Regions from separate parts of the Hordeum vulgare genome. Here region 2 is linked to region 1. Evidence: chromatin contacts called from public Hi-C data. All regions are on one chromosome and are shown on one strand. Each heading gives the region's core, a stretch centred on a gene start, on an enhancer-like site or on the middle of the called end of the contact. The rest is flanking DNA. Distances are from core to core; before and after follow the strand shown.

Evidence for each region. A called contact is a pair of places that touch in the nucleus more often than the background predicts.
Region 2: a Hi-C map of seedling shows a contact between it and region 1, with 2.0 times the contacts expected there. The contact joins the enhancer-like site here to the promoter of LOC123407452 in region 1. A contact is called at or near these places in 2 of 6 Hi-C or Micro-C datasets (leaf and seedling).

The regions. Positions count from the first base shown.
Region 1 is chr7H:620,722,920-620,726,972 of MorexV3_pseudomolecules_assembly, forward strand. LOC123407452 (heavy metal-associated isoprenylated plant protein 35-like) reads right to left here and starts at 2,608. Exons shown (of 3, transcript XM_045100588.1): 1 at 2,498-2,608; 2 at 2,335-2,410; 3 at 988-2,233. The coding sequence starts at 2,524. The coding sequence ends at 1,206.
Region 2 is chr7H:620,791,726-620,795,737 of MorexV3_pseudomolecules_assembly, forward strand. No RefSeq gene overlaps it. Among protein-coding and RNA genes, the nearest start is that of LOC123411567, 37 kb to the right of the region's middle. Within about 2 kb of position 1,421, at least 3 of the 3 cell types and tissues checked have open chromatin away from gene starts, as enhancers often do. A contact at or near this core is called in leaf and seedling, where this site is marked.

The DNA of each region.
Region 1 (4,053 bases), core at 1,358-3,857:
CGGCCCCAGTTCGGTTGGGCGGCGGGGTCGGGAGTACGGGAGAAATCCTTGCCGGTCTTCGGCTCCGATGCGGTGACGCGTGCGGGTGCCACCATTCCTTCCTGGAGGGTGTCGGTGGTATCCATCCCCATCAGCCCTCCGCGTGCCGGGGGAAACCCTAGGATCCGTCCGGGCAGCAGCGTCGTCGGCGTCACATTCCTTCTTGGAGGTGCTGCTTGGTACACGGAGGATCATAGCCTCGTATGGTGGTTTGTTTCCGGTGGGCGCACTTTGACGTGCTGCCGCTGTTGGCATTTGTTTCTTCTTCTTTTTCTTTTGGGTTTGTTGTGATGTTCGTTCGAGCGATTTATGTATCGGTGTTGCTTGCTTTGTAATACGAAAGTGAAAAAAAATCATTTTTCGATAAGGTCCCATGCATATGGTGTCGAGGCTATTCATGAGTAGGCGAGAAGAATCAAAGAAGGATATCCTCTAGATATGATTGGGTTGGGAAAGGACGACATTTATGTTATGTTTTACTCCCTCCGTCTCAATATAAGTGTCGCTGCTTTAGTACAAAATTTATATTAACTTAGTACTCCCTCCGTCTTAAAATTCTTGTAAGTTTGTCTAGAAATGAATGTATCTAAATACTAAAACGTGACTAGATACATTCATATGTAGACAAATATAAGACAAGAATTTTGGGACGGAAGAAGTATAAAATTTGCGTCATTTATTTTGGGACAGAGGGAGTACATTGTGCAAAATCCTATCTATGGTACTCCCTCCGTTACGGTTTAGAAGGCACAGTTAGACTTGCATGCGTTTCCAAAATAGACAAAGATTAAGGCGCGTTGCATTTACTCCTAGCAGCTAATTAGTACTCCGTTGTACTACTTCTATATGCATGCGTAGTGTGAATGCTATTTTTTAACTTATTTCAGAGCCAATCAATAACCACTTAGGTCCTAGAGAATTTGTATGCACGCCTTCTAAACCGTGACGGAGGGAGTAGGGAAGATTTCATTGATGCTATGCTACATGTAAAGGCTTATCTCATTACAATTACATGCTCTGTTTATAGAACACTAATAACAATAATAAAGAAGAAGAGGAAAAATGGATTGGTCAAGGAGAGCTTTAAGCCGCCTTTTCTTAGCTACTCTGCCGCCGGTGGCTAGCTGGAGCTACGCCGCGCCATACGTGTCCATGTCTCGGTGAAATCACATGACGCTGCACGAGTTGGGGTTCTCGTCGTCGAAGAGGCGGTACGAGTCCTGGAGCGGCGGCGGAGGTGGCGGTGCCGGTGGCGTGTGCGTCCCGGGCGGGCTGTAGTAATCCGGGTAGTACGACTCCAGCGACGCGTGCGGGTACGGCATGTAAAGGTACGACGGCGACCATTGCTGTTGCGGCGGCGGAGGTGGCGGTGCCGGTGGCGTGTGCGTCCCGGGCGGGCTGTAGTAATCCGGGTAGTACGACTCCAGCGACGCGTGCGGGTACGGCATGTAAAGGTACGACGGCGACCATTGCTGTTGCGGCGCCGGCGGTGGGTGCTGCGGCTGCATGAGGGAGGAGTACCCGGGCTGCGGCTGCGATGGCTGCTGCCGCATGGAGTAGCCCTGCTCCGGCTGCGGCGCGTAGTAGGACACGCTCGCTGCCGGATGCGCCGTGTGGTAGCTCGTCACCGGCTGCGGCGCGTTGTACGGGCTGAACTCCTGGTGCGCGGGCGTCGGCGCCGGAGATAGGGACCTGTCCGCCGCAGCTGCATCCTTAGGCTTGCTCTGTTCCTCCTTGGCCTCGCCCTGGTCATTGCCGGCCACCTTTGTGTCCTCCTTTGCTTTGGGCTCGGCCGCCGGGCCCTCGCCGTCGCCGCCGTCTTTCTTTGCCTCAGCGCTTGGTTTCGTGGCTTTCGCCTCCTCTTTCTCATCCTCCTTCTTCTCAGACTCTGCTTCCTTCTCCGTCTCAGGCGTCTTGTCCGGGGCCGTCTCCTCCTGCTCCGGCGTCCTGTCCGAGCTGTCGTCGGCCTGCGGCTCCTTCACAGGCTCCGCCGGGTTCTTGTCCGCCGCCGCAGCAGCATCGTTGCTGCTGACCTCGGCCGGCGGCGGGGCCTCGGGGTTCTTGGCAGGCGTGTGTTGCCATGGCAGGGCCTGCTTGCCAGACTTGTAGAGCGTCTTGACGAGCGTCTCGGCGTCCACGGTGCCCGTCACCAGCACCTTGTGCTGCTGGGCATCCACCTTCACGTCGTGCACGCCTGAACCAACATCCCAACCAGAACAAAACGACGACCACTTACACTTAGTAGTTAATTAACGCGAGGATGAAAGAAGAGAGTGACTGACGCTAGCTGCGTACCTTGGATGCTCTTGAGCACCTTGCGGACCTTCTTCTTGCAGCCATGGCAGTGGATGGACACCCTCAGAACAAAGGTCTGCACGCAGCAGATCCAAGAAACACGACGTACGTCAAAAAGAGCAACTGATTCATCTATGGACGGGAGCGGAGCAAAATGGTGTACCTGCACGGCCGGCTGTCCGGACGCCATGGGATGGGATGGGAGTAGTGCGCTGTGGGAACTCAGGGGAGGCCGCTGCTGTGTGCTGCTCAACTTATAGCGGCCGGATGGGGATCCGTTCATACCTCACTGACACGTACGTTAGCACAAAAGGCGGCGGTGGTGTATCCGTTCAGTTCTTAGGTACTCCCTATGACATGTACAATGATGTAGTCTTAGCAGTGTAATGTAGAATAAATAATATGTTGTCTTAGCGGTGTAATGTAGAATAAATAATGAGGTGGACGAGGTAGAACTTATAAGAAAGTATTTATCTTCTTTTATTTAAGAGATAACAAAGATGACCTCTTAGCACAATATGTCTCATCATGTTTTTTAAAATAACTAGTTATTGAAGATAAGGTTAAAAGATGACCCATTGTAAGATATATTTATTGTTATCTCTGGTTTGATCTATTTACCCATTATTCCTTAATAGAGTTCTCGAGGTGCCAAGTAGATGTGTCAAGGTCTTTTAAATATTTGCCTCTCTCATGCTACCGAGGGAGGCATGTGTCACGGTTATTGTTTTTTTCTCTTTCTGAAACACGGAACCAACATACGAATGATTTCTTAGAGTTATTGTTATTGGCCTTTTTTCTTTAGTTGCACAAGGCGAGCCTGAACCACAAAACATGCATATGAATGGTGGAGAGTTATCTTCCTATCCACAACCACAAGCTTTTTTTTATCGTGGCCTTCGGGGTACATAAGATAAACTGTCCATATCTTTGGTCACTTTTCTGTGTACTACGTCCTGTTGCACTCATGTGTTGTGTGACCAACAGCTGCCTGCCTGCATGATTGTTGTGAAACACGGAGCCAGCATAAGAATGATTTATCAGATGCAGTCGTCGTAGCATTATTGTTACACATCCATCAGCAAGTTGTACTCTATGCCTATCACTTGCCATTTCGTGGCTCTGATGGGCGTAGAATTTTGCACTAGATGTATACTCCCTCCGTTTCATAATATAAGTCTTTTTAAAGATTTCACTAAAAGACTACATACGGATGTATATAGACATACTTTAAAGTGTAGATTCACTCAATTTACTCCGTATGTGGACCCTTAGTGAAATCGCTTAAAAGACTTATATTTAGGAACGGAGGAAGTATATAGGAAATAGTTCTGGGCGGCTCTGTTTTGTTAACTGAAGTTTTTGTTCCTCCAGAGCGTGCGAGTGTGCCGGTTTTGTTGGTTGCTGGGGAATTGAAAGGAGAGAGCGGCACGTCTCCGTCTCCTCGCATTCATTCATTCATTCATTGGTAGGTGGGGAATTGAAGGGATAACATTAACAAGTCGGGGTGCAACCAACACTCAAGAATACGGCGCCTGCCATACGTACTCGCGTCAGGTACCCACCATTCGTCCGTTTCTACAGAAACTCCGTTGTTTGCTGCGTGTATATATTGACACGACTTGCCGATGGATCGGTTGATGCACGTATGGTTCGATCGGGCATGGCGCATGCCATCTGACAACTTTAATTGTTTGTACGTAGGTGCTGTGTCTACGT
Region 2 (4,012 bases), core at 171-2,670, 68 kb after region 1:
CTGTGGATCTGGCATTTTTTTTGGCATGGCCGAAACACATAATGATATCAACGTGCTTCAACGCTCGCCGGTGTTTGCAAGGCTTGCGGAAGGCAACAGGCCACCGGTGAATGTTACCATCAATGGCCACAACTACGATAAACGATACTACCTGGGTGACGGTATCTACCCTCAGTGGACCATTCTTGTGAAGACAATCTTCGACCCTGTCGATGAGAAAAGGAAAAGATTTTCCCAAGAGCAAGAGAGTGTTAGGAAGGACGTCGAGCGTGCCTTTGGTGTTTTGCTATCTCTATGGGGCATCGTTCGGTACCCTGCTAGGATTTGGAGCACCAAAAAGTTGTGGGAGGTGATGATAGCTTGTGTGATTATGCACAATACGATTGTAGAAGATGAGCGTCCAGAATGTATCTACGATCAACGATTTCAGTTTCAGGGTCGGAATATTGTGCCTGAGCATAGAGGAGCAGTAATATTTGAATAGTTCGTCCAATTTCATTATAAAATGCATGGTAAGAAAACTCACATGTAGTTGCAAAACGATTTGGTTGAGCAGATAAGGTCTCATGTTGGCAGCCAATCAAAAATATGTCATGTGTGTAATTTGACTATGAAAAGAAAACTCTGAGCCGCGCCCAAGGCAAGACTGCATAGCAGATGCTTAGACACGATGCTGCAACTCAACTAAAGGTGTGCTGCAGCATTATCAACTTTATTTGAGTACCAACTATTTGTAGTTGAGTCCTGCGTGGAACCAACTATTTGTAGAATACGTTATCATCTTGGAAAAATCTGTTGTTCGTGCTGTTGTGGTTTTGAAAACAGCGATCTTGCCATCTTGGTAAATGGCTGATGCTCGCAGCACATGTTTTTTTAGAAAAAGATGTTAAACCCCTAATCTCTACATCAATCGATGTATGCAGTCATTATTAATAATTATTTCATAAAGTTTTGATAAAAACATTTATCAATTCATCCGAAACCATTATTCACATCTACAAATTTGATAATGTAAAGTTCTTTCACTCCATATATTTAAACCAGTGTTCGCGTTAATTTATTCATATAATGTATCGGAATTAAGAATCATCAGAGTGCATTTTGAGGAGTCACCATACGTATTTTTCTCCTGAATCTCTTCATAATAATAAAGCACGTAATGTTTTTGTCGTCCGTCGTGGAAATTTTGCAAAAAAACCCCTCCATTTTCGAGGATTAAACCGGCAGTCCTTATGTAAGTCAAGTCGAACCGTTATTTTATGTTTTGCACAAAACCCCCTATATTTTATCTGAACTAACCCGCAGTCCCTTTTCTAAATGACTAGGAACCGCTTTTTAGTTTTACATAAAAACCCCTGTCGTATGATCAAATTCTAATCAAGGTAGCCAGTTGACTTATAGCATACGCCTAAGTTTTAAAAAACATATAAAAAAGGTTTCGCAGGGAATCCTCGCATGGGCCGGTCCAAACATAGAGACCAGCTATACTACGCTCTGCTCGGTGAAAAATAAACAGCACGCCCATTTGGGCCAGCCCATGGGCGGGGGCCTGTTTTTAGTTTTTTAATTATTATTTATCTGTTGCTTTTTATTTTTTCTATTTCAAATAAATCAACAAAAACTTTAGAAATTCAAAAAAAAATATTTACATAAATGTTTGATAAAACATAAAAATTTTGATAAAACATAAAATTTTGCGAATTCAAAAATTGTTCGGAATTTTTGTAAAATGTTTCATATTAAAAAAATCGTAGTTTTGGAGAAAACATTCGTGAATAAAAAAAAGTCTATCATTTTAAGAAATTTCTTTAATGCAATTAAAAAAATGTTTGATAATTCAAAAAATTGAATTATTTGCCAATTCATGAGAAAATACTTGAAAATAGATCGTAATATAAAATATTGTTTGGAATTTTAAAAAAAAGTTTATAAATAGTAAAAAATGTTTTCAATTTTAAAAATGTTCCCAAATTTTTAAAAATGTTCATGAATGATCGAATGTATGCAGTTCAAAAGTAATGTTTATGAGTCTTTTAGATTATATACCTGAGTGAATTTTGAAGAATTAATTGTCAGGGTGGATCAGAATATTATAGTATATTTTTAAAAATGTTTCTTGAAATTCAGAATAATTCTTTGAGTTACCAAGTTTTTTGACAATCATGATATTTTTAAAAAAATATGAACATTGTTTCAACTTGTGAATTGTGAATAAAATTAAAAAAAGAAATATTTTCTTACATTTGTGAATAAATTTTCAAAATCATGCGATGAGATATGAATATAATATGGTCATCATCGTTGAAGAAGGTGATTTTTTTTCTCCCGTTACAACGCACGGATCCTTTTGCTAGCATCTGTAAACCAAACTCGTGTCATCCCGTGGTAGAAAATGACCATATGATTCGCCCTGACACCTGTTGGACTGAGCATGGATGACTGATGAGATCTGATAACCCACTTGGGTTGTACCTAGCAAGTTGCGTGATCGAAATCACGACACGGGTAAACATACATCTGGTCATAGTGAGAAGTAAGAGAACCTACATCTGGACGCCTCAGAATCTGTGGCAGCTGGTCATAAAGATAAGATTCAGACGGATACCTTAAATGAGACTTAAATGTCCGAACAGATTGACACTCTTTATATTTAACAGAAATATAAAATGGATATGGGTGTCCGGGCGCGGTCGCCACGTATGATCGACAGCCCGATCCACAACAAATTTGTTAGAGTTTAATTAATTATGTAATTAATTAAGTTAATCCCTACTCGTAACCGCACGCACGATGCAGGAACCGCACGCACGATGCGGGAACCGACATATGCAGGAACCGCCTTTCCCTGTCATATAAAGTTCATCATCAAGAATAAAGTGAACAGTGGTTTTTCATTACATCTCTCTTTTCAATTACAACACGTTATCAGCACTGCTTCTTCTAAGAGCGCGTTCGACGAGAAGAGATAGACAGGAAGAAGAAAAGGTAGGATGCCTCGTTCAATGCCGACGCACCTTCGTCGCGTGCTGCAAAACGACGTCCGTCGTCGCCGCCTTGCTGTTCTCCGCCGCAGTTTCGGAGAGCGCCGCCGCTTCGATGGAAGACGCCATGGAGCGGGTCGCTACATCGGCCGCCGCCACGGCGCCGGTGACTACAGAGCGCTCCGTCACGGCCTGGGCACCCGCTCTCTGAGCGTTGCGAATCCGGCTGTTGGCGCCGAGCCCCGCGCCCCGCTCGCACGGGAGTCCATCGACTGGCTCCTCGCCGGCCCTGCCCCGCAGATGCTCGGCTCCTCGCCGGGCTTCTGGTGTCCTGCCCATGGGTGGGTCATCTGCCCACTCCATGGGGATGACACCGACTCCCTCGAGCAGGTGCATGGACCCGTCTTCGAGTGGGGATCCACCAGCGACGCCGCTGAAGACCCCGCGCCGCGCCTCCCGTCTCCGACCCCGGCGGTTGCCGAGATGGGCGGCGGTTTCCCCGCGCAGGCCGGAGCCCCTGCTCCCTTCTTTGCGTTCGGCGCCTCCGCGCGCGCGCTCGCGCCGACTGGGGCCGCCGCCTCCGCGCCCGCGCTCGCGCCGACCGGGGCTGCCGCCTCCGCGTTCGCGCCCGCGCTCGCGCCGACTGGGGCCGCCGCCTTCGCGCCCGCGCTCGCACCGACCGGGGCCTCCGCGCCTGTGCTCGCGTTGACCGGTGCCTGCGCCTCCGGTTTTGGCTACGCTGCCCGCAGTTTCTCCTGCGCGACGGCCGCCAACTCCATCGCGCCCGCAGCGCCGGCTACGCCCCCGCCCCCGCGCCTGCCGTCCCCGACGCCGCCGACCCCTCCGACGCGCCGCCGGCTGATGCCCTACGGCCTCGCGGCGGCGGGCTCTCCGTCGAGCAGCCGCGCCCCGCGCGCTGGCTCCTGGAGCCCGGCTGCACTTGGGCTAGCGCATGGCGCTGCATCAGGCTCTCTGCCTCTGGGCAGGTCTTCTGACGAGGACAACGACGTGAGCGGTGGATGCATGTGATG